Regions from separate parts of the Mus musculus genome. Here region 2 is linked to region 1. Evidence: chromatin contacts called from public ChIA-PET data. All regions are on one chromosome and are shown on one strand. The core of a region is the stretch at or near the end of the contact, and the rest is flanking DNA. Distances in the headings are between cores, read along the strand shown.

The links. ChIA-PET counts read pairs in DNA pulled down with a chosen protein or histone mark.
Region 2: an RNA polymerase II ChIA-PET map of effector CD8 T cells shows a contact between it and region 1, with 13 read pairs. The contact joins the enhancer-like site here to the promoter of 4930453N24Rik in region 1. A contact is called at or near these places in 1 of 39 promoter capture datasets (liver), 11 of 484 Hi-C or Micro-C datasets (CD4 T cells, CD8 T cells, the HL-1 cell line and 4 more), 4 of 115 datasets of contacts at active chromatin or transcription factors (the 230-238 cell line, effector CD8 T cells, embryonic stem cells and 1 more) and 3 of 9 other capture datasets (adipose tissue, embryonic stem cells and liver).

The regions. Positions count from the first base shown.
Region 1 is chr16:64,767,562-64,772,740 of GRCm38.p6, forward strand. 4930453N24Rik (RIKEN cDNA 4930453N24 gene) reads right to left here and starts at 3,378. Exons shown (of 3, transcript NM_026273.2): 1 at 3,176-3,378; 2 at 1,363-1,601. The coding sequence starts at 3,302.
Region 2 is chr16:64,938,396-64,943,533 of GRCm38.p6, forward strand. The region is part of intron 2 of Htr1f (5-hydroxytryptamine (serotonin) receptor 1F); the gene reads right to left. Among named protein-coding and RNA genes, the nearest start is that of Gm33971, 67 kb to the left of the region's middle. Within about 2 kb of position 3,311, at least 73 of the 459 cell types and tissues checked have an H3K27ac peak or open chromatin away from gene starts, as enhancers often do. A contact at or near this core is called in CD8 T cells, Th17 cells, double positive thymocytes and 3 more, where this site is marked.

The DNA of each region.
Region 1 (5,179 bases), core at 2,128-4,627:
TCCCCATGAACTTGGCCTTAGAAGAAGTAAGTTTACAAAAATAAGAAATAAACAAAGCTCTTTAAAATATCAGTACTAAGATGAACAGTCTATGACAATGTGCATGATTGTGCACGATTTTCCCCCATTACACACATCTCTCAAAACTTTACAATTGCTTCAAATGGATCCCTTATGGATTGTAAATAAAGGGAATTATAAAAATAACACAACTATCGTAATTAATAAAATTCATGAGAAATTTGTACAATTTTCTAACATTATCATGAATTCTACTTAATTAAGCTCTTGCCACTCATGGTATCTGCTCTAGCATAAAATGACTTTTTTTTCCTAACCAGTGTGTCAGAATCGTTTGTAAAAACTGCCTCCCTACCCTCTTTAAACAGATACTTCCAAAGTCAACTGAAATGGGTAATTTTCTATAGTGGAATTAATACTATTTTTGGTTTGATTTTTGAGATAGGGATTCTGTGTGGCCTTGGTTGTCCTTGAACTTGTAGACCAGACTGTCCTAGAACTCACAGAGATCTACTTGTCTCTGCTTCTCCCCACCCCCAAGTACTGGGATTCAAGGCATGCACCACCACTAACCAGCTACTGTTTCTTTTTCTTTTCTTTAATTAAAAGGGAATATTACTATAAAAACAACCCTATAAACTAGATCTCATGCTTCTATATATTTCAAAATATAGTACCTCACCAAGAATAAGATATCATACCTTATTCTATACTAAACAAAGTACCTGCTATTCAATATATTTGGCATGATCTGTGATATCTTTAAGTATATTTTCCATGTCTTCGCAATAAACATGACCATTTTTTTTCTTTTTAGTATATTAAATTGCTATGAGCATGTTTTCCAGCATATTAAGCAAACAGAACCTTTGCCTACTGTAAAAGCCCAGCAATTATCCAGAGCTCAGTCAATTTACATTAAGTCCTCAATATCGAACACACACACATACTTGAGAGCAACCAGGATTAACTGGAAAGTGGAATTTTTTTTTAACTTAAGTGAAATTTTTACATAGTTACCGAATGCAGACTTATAAAATGAAATAGTTTATAACAGCTTTCCAAATTCATTTAAAATGAAAATATTCATATAGTATACTTTATAATAATATTTCTCATTTATGGAAAGACTCTCACTCTAACACCCAATTCAATAGATTACATACACATATATAAATCTGAGAAATATTCTATATCTTAGTTACTTTCATGGTCTTGAAGCACGTAAAGGAGACAGAGACTGGAAAACAAAAGGACTATGAACCATGCACCTCAGAGCCAGGATTGTGCACAGTTTCAGACAGAATAGGGATTTGGAATGTAAGTACAAATCTAATATACCTGCTTAAAGAGCTGGATGTCCTCCGTCTTTGTAACTGGCTCTGCTGTGTCCTTCAGTTTTGGTGACTGTTTTGCCCAGTAATCTTTTGCATACTGAATAAGATTGTGTTTTTCAGCAGTTGGAGGTACAACCACCCCTTGCTTTGCCAAATACTTAAATATGACTTCTCGGTGGACTTTCTTGCGCCTCAGAAGTTCTTCTACATTTTGGCTATACACTAATATTGCATGAATAGCATCTGGAAAAGAAGTAACAACAAATAACAGACAGTTACAAGGCACTTGTTAATTTGCCCAACTTCAGCAAAAGTTTTGATTTTATTGAAAATGATTTAAGCTCTTGTCCTGATTCTTGCTTTTATACAACATGGCCTATGGCTTGAAAAGCAAGAACTTACCCATCTGTCTGCTTTTTTTTTTCTTTTTCTTTTTTTGGTTTTTCGAGACCGAGTTTCTCTGTATAGCCCTGGCTGTCCTGGAACTCACTTTGTAGACCAGGCTGGCCTCAAACTCAGAGATCCACCTGCCTCTGCCTCCCCAGTGCTGGGATTAAAGGCGAGCGCCACCACGCCCGGCTCATCTGTCTGCTTTTTTAATCCCTTAAATTTTAAACTTCCTTTACCTTGCTAGGCAGTGGTGGTACACACCCTTAGACCCAGCAGAAGCAGCCAGATCTCTTGAGTTCGAGGCCAGCCTGGTCTACAAAGTGAATCAAAGACAGCCAGGACTACACAGTGACCCAGAAAATTTCTGACCCAGAAAAAAAATGTATTTCTATGCCCCAAATACCTAAGATCCATAAACCTTGAAAAAAATGATTAAAATCACAATATATGATACCAAGGAATGTTGTCAAACTTCTGATTTTACAGATAATCGAAGCTGAAAAACAGCAGCATCAAGATGTTTTTAAACTAAAAAGTTGGGCTGAAAGCACAGACCAAATATCTTTCAAATAGACTACTGCTGCAAAATAGCAAGAATTAAAAAAAAGAAAAAGAAAAAGACAATGCACTCATTACATCTACCTTCCAAAGATCTTATTCCACAGACACACAGTATCTTTGATGCCCCTATTTCCAACTTCCCTAAAGACGCTATCACCTTTTCCCCATCCATTTCAGAATAGCTACTAAATTTGGTGGTTTGTTTTGGAGGCTTGAGGGTGTTCTTCTTTTTGTTTTGTCTGTCATTTTCTATCCCTTTCTTTTCAACAACATTCGTTTCACTAATGTATTTTAGTAAGGATATTTTTAATGTCTTATAAATGCAACGTACATATGTCCGTTTTGTCTTTTATACAACCTTTTGATTTAAAAAACAAAAACAAAAGAAGCTGTGGTCTTGCTACTTCCCAACTAGGAATGAATGTAGGACGAAGAGGCTGAGCATTCCTTGACATACGTGGATTAAAACTGTCCGCCTTTTATTTGTTTCGGTGGGTATTTACCTAAGACACTGACAAATAGTGTTTATTATTTCCCTTCGGGCTGAAAGAAAACAGCAGGAGCTGACTGATCTCCGTGGAGATCGAAACTGAAAACTGAAACATACTCTGGGATGCTCTTAAAAATCATGGGAATGGGCTCATCTGGTGCTCATCCGGGTCCGCATGTCCGCAAAAGTTTGCCCAGCCGGTACCACGGTCCGACTCACCAGCGCGCCGGGACCCGGCTCGGCCGGCGGGCGGGGAGGCTGCAGAGCTGTGCAGCGCCAACCCGGAGGCCTTCCCTGGGCTTCGGCGACAACCGGACCCGACCGGACCCGACCGGACCCGACCCCTGGGGGTGACAAGGCCCCTGCCGGCGCCTACCTTGGCGGTCCACAGGCTGCACCAGGCGGTTGGTGACGGTGTCGCAAAGGGCCATGATCTCGTCGTTGTCCAGCAGGCCGAGTAGGTTTCGGCAGCCCTCCGACTCTAAGTGGCTGAGCCCCGACATCTCGCCCCCGGGGATGGGGGGCAGAGGACGACGCCACCAGTGTCGCCCTCACGGCCCGCGGGCCGGCCGGCGCCTTGGCAACAGACACCGGAAGTGCCTTTTCAATCCCTCGCAAGCGCCGGAAGGGTCTCGGAGATTCCAGCCCCTCTCTGGGCGGAAGTGCTAGCTCAGAAAGTCAGCGAGGAAATGTGGTTCCGACTTGGGGCTCCGGCCTCTATTGGAGTAGAGTTCCACAGTTCGCGGTTTAAAGAAGTGTCCTGAGCATCTATCCACCTTCCACTCGAGGCTGGGCTAGAAACGAACCTGGGGGTGGGGGGTGGGGGGGAGCGCCTCCGAAGGGGCGACTTAAAGTGCGGCGCATGCGCGCGCGTGCCTGATGGTGGAGGCAGGGGTGGAGAGGCCAAGAGAGCTTCCATCATACCCCTGTACTTTTGAAGGTCTGTCCTCTTCTAGCCGCTTCTGAGTTAGGGGAGCCATCACTTTGATATTCTTTAGCTACAAAGATTAGACTACACTTTGAAACGCTCTAGGTTTTAAAAGGACTATAACTTGCTTCTCCGCCTTTGAGATAGCTAGATAATTAATTTAACCCAATTAATTGAATCTCAGTTGAACCTCAATTGCCAGCTGGTTGGTCATTAAGTATACTTGAAACAACCTGGGACTTCAGATTTGCATCTAATGTGGAGCTGGAGGGGCAGGGTGCCACACAATCTTGGGACTACGCCTCTAGCTGCAGGACCTGCCTGCCATTAGATTTGAATTAGTGGCTGGTGTCCCCTAAATGCAGTTAGTAGTCATTTGGTTGGTGTGGGGAAACACCGTGGGTGGAAAGTGATTTGTGTTATGAATATTAGAAGGAGAAACTGGATTTCTATTAGAGTTGCTGCTTCTGCTTCTTCTTCTTCTTCTTCTTCTTCTTCTTCTTCTTCTTCTTCTTCTTCTTCTTCTTCTTCTGTTTCTTTTTTCTTTTCTTTTCTTTTTTTTTTTTTTTTTTTTTTTGGTTTTTCTAGACAGGGTTTCTCTGTGTAACCCTGGCGGTCCTAGAACTCACTTTGTAGACCAGAATGGCCTCAAACTCAGAAATCCGCCTGCCTCTGCCTCCCGTGTGCTGGGATTAAAGGCGTGCACCACATTGCCCGGCTCTAGAGTTTTTTTTTTTTTTTTTCTAAATACAGAACTATTGAGATTTGGGGCAGGGTAATTTATTGCTGTAGAGGTTGCAGGATGCCTAACACCATCCCTACATTTCCACAAAGAATAGTGTGCCCCTTCTCTCACTTGATACAAGTGAAAATACCTCCAGGCTAACAAACGTTCCCTGAGAAGGAAAATCATGCCCAGGTGAGCCATTGATTCAAACCCTGCCCAAGGTGGTTTCTGAGATGATGAAAATATTGTTGTATTGCCCATACTAACGACTGTCCACATCTGGATTTTGAGATCTCGAAATATAGTAGTAAAACCGAAGAACAATTTCAAATTTTGTGTGAATTTGAATAAAGTTTTAATATCCACATGTGGCAAGTGGCTACTGGATTGGATCATGCAGATCTAAAAATGTGAAGGCCATTCTGTAGATGTGTTTTATGTTTGACCTCTGACTTCAGTTCTTTTATTTCTAAACAATTCTTGCAGATAACCTCAAGGGTTTCCTTATGATAACTACCTTAGACATGTATTGCAGGTCTCTGCTTCAAAGCCTATGTTCTTGATGTTTTACTTAAGAGGGTCTTCTCTTTAGACATTTTCCTTAGCTCATTTTTCCTACCGTTTATTCATGTCCCTGCTTCAAAATATTACTAGGAAGGCCCTAATGATTTACTGTATTCAAACTCACCACCCACAGTCTGCTTATGTTTCCTACCCATTTCATT
Region 2 (5,138 bases), core at 2,061-4,560, 170 kb after region 1:
ATTTTATTGTTGTTGTAGTTGTGTGTAGTTGTGTGTGTGTATGTGTGGTATGAATGCACATGTGTATGAGGGTGTAGGTGTATAGAGTGTATAGACGTTAGAGGACAATTTTCATGGCTCCATTTTCTTTTTTGCTTGGTTGAGGTAGCATCTCTCTTGTTTCTGAGTCTGGGCTGTGTACTCCAAGCTAGCAGCAGGGCTGATGTCTGTCTCACCAGGTCATTTTAGGAGTGTGGGGATTACATTCCTCTGCATGCGGCTGCCTTTGTTTGAATGTGGGCTTCCTTCTGGGGTCAGATTATCAGGCTTGAATGGCAGACCCTTTACTCAGCGACCTATCTCACTGGCCTGGTGTGTGTGTGTGTGTGTGTGTGTATGCATGTGTGTGTATATGTATGTGTTTATTTAGATACTTTAGAAATTCTGTGTATTTAAAACTGACAGGGGGCTGGTGAGATGGCTCAGCGGTTAAGAGTGCCGACTGCTCTTCCAAAGGTCCTGAGTTCAAATCCCAGCAACCACCTGGTGGCTCACAACCATCCGTAACAAAAATCTGATGCCCTCTTCTGGAGTGTCTGAAGACAGCTACAGTGTACACACATATAGTAAATAAATAATTCTTTAAAAAAAAAACAAAGCAAAAACTGACAGACAAATACTGAAATAAGTTGCCTAGCTATGCTATTGATAAAGCTTAGTTTCAGGAGCATTTCTGTTTATTCTGATTAAAAAGCAAACAAACAATAAAACTATGCTGATAATGAATGAACTCACAGTGCACATGTGTTTTCAGTTTCCTTTCTGTTTGTTGGAAATAGTCCTCCTGACTATAGATTTCATGTGTTGATTAAATACAGCACCATTCATATTTTCTTTTAGCTCATGAATTTTAATCTCGGATCATCCTTAGTTTTATGGCAAAGAAAGTTTACATTTATTTGAAACAAGGCTGCGGATGATTTTGTGGCTTAAAAATAAATTGCAGTTTAAAACACTGTGGAGGCTGCCTGATTTCTAGCCATTTTTATTTCCCTAAGTAGTTAATGCGATGTATAATGATGCCTCCTTATTAGATTTGCATCCTTATTGGATTAGCATGTTCATGCTGAATGTTGAATGCCGCTATCCTAAGAAGCTACCAAATATTATGAGTTCCCAAACAGGCTCTCATTTTTATCTGTTTACAAAAACCCCAACAGGCTACAAATAACAGGAAATATTTGTGAACAAATGAGAGGAAACACCACCTGTTACTTCCCCTTTCTTTCTTTCTCCTTTTTTTTCCTTTTTTTTTTTCAAGACAAGGTTTCTCTGTGTAGCCCTGGCTGTCCTGGAACTAACTTTGTAGACCAGGCTGACCTTGAACTCAGAAATCTGCCTGCCTCTGCCTCCCAAGTGATGGGATTAAAGACGTGCATCACCACCGCCCGAATCCCCTTTCCTTTTTGTCTCCATGCATGTTAATACCCGAAAGGGGAAAAATATCACCATTCATACTTCTATTCAATGTATGTCTTTTTACAATGCAATTTGTATATTTAGCATATTGAGTCTGCCATGTTTAACAAGCTAAAATCCTTCAGAATGTTAAGTTAAAACTGAATTTTAAGTAAGGAATGAACAATGGACATGATTACATAGGCTGTGCCTATCCCGACAAAAATAAATATTGCTAATAAGAAATTGAAAGTTAAGTTGGTTTCTTTTTAAATCTGGCAGGCCTATGCCTATTACCACAATTGCTAAGATTTGGATAAATTTTACACTCCTTCTCTGGCTTTCTCTCCTTGTTATACGATTTCCTTTATTCCCCATTTTTAAAAGTAAAACCTGAACAATAGTGTATTTATTTATGTAAGTCTATGAAGTGCAGAGAATATTTTTTTTGTCTTAACATACTAGAGAATGTACTTACATTAAATTATATAACAAAAGTATTTCTAAGCACAAGCAGCTACAATTATGTTGGCATTCTCAATAATGACTTTCTAATTTAGCATTTCATCCCAGAATTTCTTTAAAATCTGTGATGACTTTTAGGTTCTCTTTATTCATGAGAGTTTGTCTGGAGACAGGCTTTCTTCCACTAATAATAAAAAAAAACAAGTATTTTGTTGTTGCTTATTTACTGTATTTTATTTTGTTGAGACAAGGTTTAACTCTGCAGCTCAAGCTGTCTAGAACTTACAATGTAACTGAAGCTGGCCTTGAATCTGTGGAGATAGGAAGAACAAGTCAAATTTGGATTAGTTTGATCTTCTCAATACATTTTAGCTATTTTTTTTTTTTTGAGACAGGGTTTCTCTGTATATCTATGTCTATGCTGGAACTCACTCTATTGACCAGGCTGGTCTCAAACTCACACAGATCTGCCTGTCTTTGCCTCCCGAGTGTTGGCTGGGATTAAAGGGGTGTGCTGCCACTACCCAGATAATTTTGGCTAGTTATTGAGAATATTATTGTTAGGGTCTGAATCTGAAGTATCCCTTGCAGATTTATATTTTGAGTGCTTGTTCTCCAGCTGGTGGATTTGGGAGGCTGTGGGATTCTCAGATGGGACCTTTATAGATAGGGCATGGTGCGTATCCTTAGCTGTGTCTAGTCTGGTTCCATCTGCTTGCCTTGTATACGGAAACCCTTCTCTCTAGACTTGGCATCCCGAATGGAGCTGCCCTCCACAGCTTCTCTGGAGTGGTGGACTGAAATCTTCTGAAACCGAGTGTTCCCAAAAGTTGTCTTTCTTACTGATATGAGAGTCAGTAATGATGTAATTTACCAGAATATCTCTGCTTCTCAGATTTGGGCTAGTTGGGACCTTTGTAGGTTCGTGTTATTCAGACACAATGATGAAAGGCTGAGCTGAAGGTGTTCCTTAGTTGCAGAACTCGTGTTCCAGAGGCATGGAAGGGCCAGTAGGGTAAAACTCTTGCCTCAGGAACGAGAGACTATCTGGAACTGTGCTAATGAGATAGGAAGAATGATCTTTCCCTTTTGTGAGACAATATACTTTTCCTTCCCAGAATTCCTGCCTCCAGCACAATTAGCTTAGAGGGTCTCAGCCTAGCAGCTGCCTCTTTTGGGGAATTACGCAAAAACAATGCAGCTTTTCCTTTTGTTATTTATTGATCTGTTAATTTTAAAAATCTCGCTTTTAAGCACGCTTTTTGTAACACTTTGGTCCTCCTTACCGTTTACTGAAGCATTCTTCCTTGCCATGTAACTGCTTTGTTCTCTATGTGGCTAACCCCTCTATGTAAGCTAACTCAAAGGGCATGGCTTTCTCTCTTCCTCGTCCCCACCTTGTCTCCCTCTTCTGGACAGCTGCTTAGATTTACTACAGCTTGTCTGGTTTGCACAAAGAAACAAGCTCCTAGACCTTAATAGGCATCCAGATCTTAGAACAACCGATGCCATGATAGAGGGCCTTGGAATCCAGTAGGTAGGCTAAAGGCCAAAATGGGGATAAAGCCCAAGCCAAAGATTCCAGGATGTCACTGGGGAAGTCCTGGAATAAAAAGTCCCTAAATGTACTAACCGTGCTTTTTGGCTTCTGTAGTTCTACTTCCTGTTAACTATTCTTTCTAGTCAAAGTGTGTCAACAAGGATGTGGTTTCTGTGTATGAAAAGCCAAGAGCTGTAAGGCTTCGGGCTGAGGATTTGGGCTGGTTCCTCATGCAGCTATGAGCTAGCAAAGGAAGACTATTTATTTATTTATTTATTTATTTATTTATTTATTTAAGGGATATGAGTACGGCACCATTACTCTCTTCAGACACATCAGAAGAGGGCATCAGACTCCATTATAGATGATTGTGAGCCACCTTGTGGTTGCTGGGAATTGAACTCAGGACCTCTGGAAGAGCAGTCGGTGCTCTTAACCACTGTGCCATCTCTCCTGCCCCAATGATGACTTTCTATCCAGTTTTAAGAGTATCTGTGTAGTTGTCTCTGGGGAGTTTACCATGTTACATTAACATAGCAATTAAGTCAAGCCAGAACTATTTCAACATCGGTCAGAGCTAATCCCTGTGTTTATGTGGCAGACACACTGACTAGAAAGAGGCTTCACTCCATCTTCCTGGGTAGTTCCAGGGCCTTCATACCTTCCTCAAGTGTGAACATTCCTATCTGCTGACTCTGATGGTACTTTTTAGCTGTGGACGGAAGCATCCATTTGGTCCTAAGCTTATACAAGTAGGAAACATAAGCATGATTTTGGTGATGTGTGAAGAATCTTTACCATGAGTGAGCCTTGATTATATGCTTGATGTGAGGGCCCAAAGAACCCCATGGAACAGATTCCAGAAGCTGTGTCTGGATTTGTAATTTCTGTGCATTTTTCAGGTCTTCAGAAAATTTCACCTATAGTAGGATACCTTCACAGGTCTGGAGGAGTCCCATCTCAGTCCCTCCCTCCAACCAGTTCCAGGGGAAGAATAGATCAGACTTAACATTTGAGATTCCATTTGAATCCATTCTTAAACTCGTTTACCAATGAGGCTAAAGGCTCCAAGAGAGGTCCCCAGTTTCCATGGTAACAGCTACAACAAATTATTTTTCTCTGTTTTTCTTTCAGAGGGGTCACAGCCTACTGCCTTTTCCTAATTGATGAGACCACACACACTTGTAGTACCAGTTGCTTTTGTGAGACACAGAGTTCTGAAAAATAACTTTTGGAGATGCTACAAAGGTTCCAGGTACTTCATGTTTAGTATACACATTCTCCTGGTAATAGTTAAGAACTGCCTACCCCAGTATCAGTCATGCCACGGCAGGAGTACAGATTTCAAATGGTTCATTCTCTTTATGCATATGTTAATTAAATTTAATAAAACTCAGGAACAAGCAGAGAAGGAAACACTGGAAATAATCTGTCATGTGGTGCACTAGAATGGTAAGAGCAATCACACAGAGGCTTTATAGAAATTATTCATATGTCTTTTTTATAATCCCCATAATAAATGTTATTATATCCTCTTACAGTTGAGAAAAGAGAGGCTCAGAGGGTCTTGCGATCCATTTATTGTTCCATACCCAGTTAAAGTAGCACAACTGAGATTCAATACTGGTAGGCTGTGCAGGCTTCTGACCCAACCCATATTCTTTATTTAGAAAAAAGCCATTTAAAATCAGTTTCT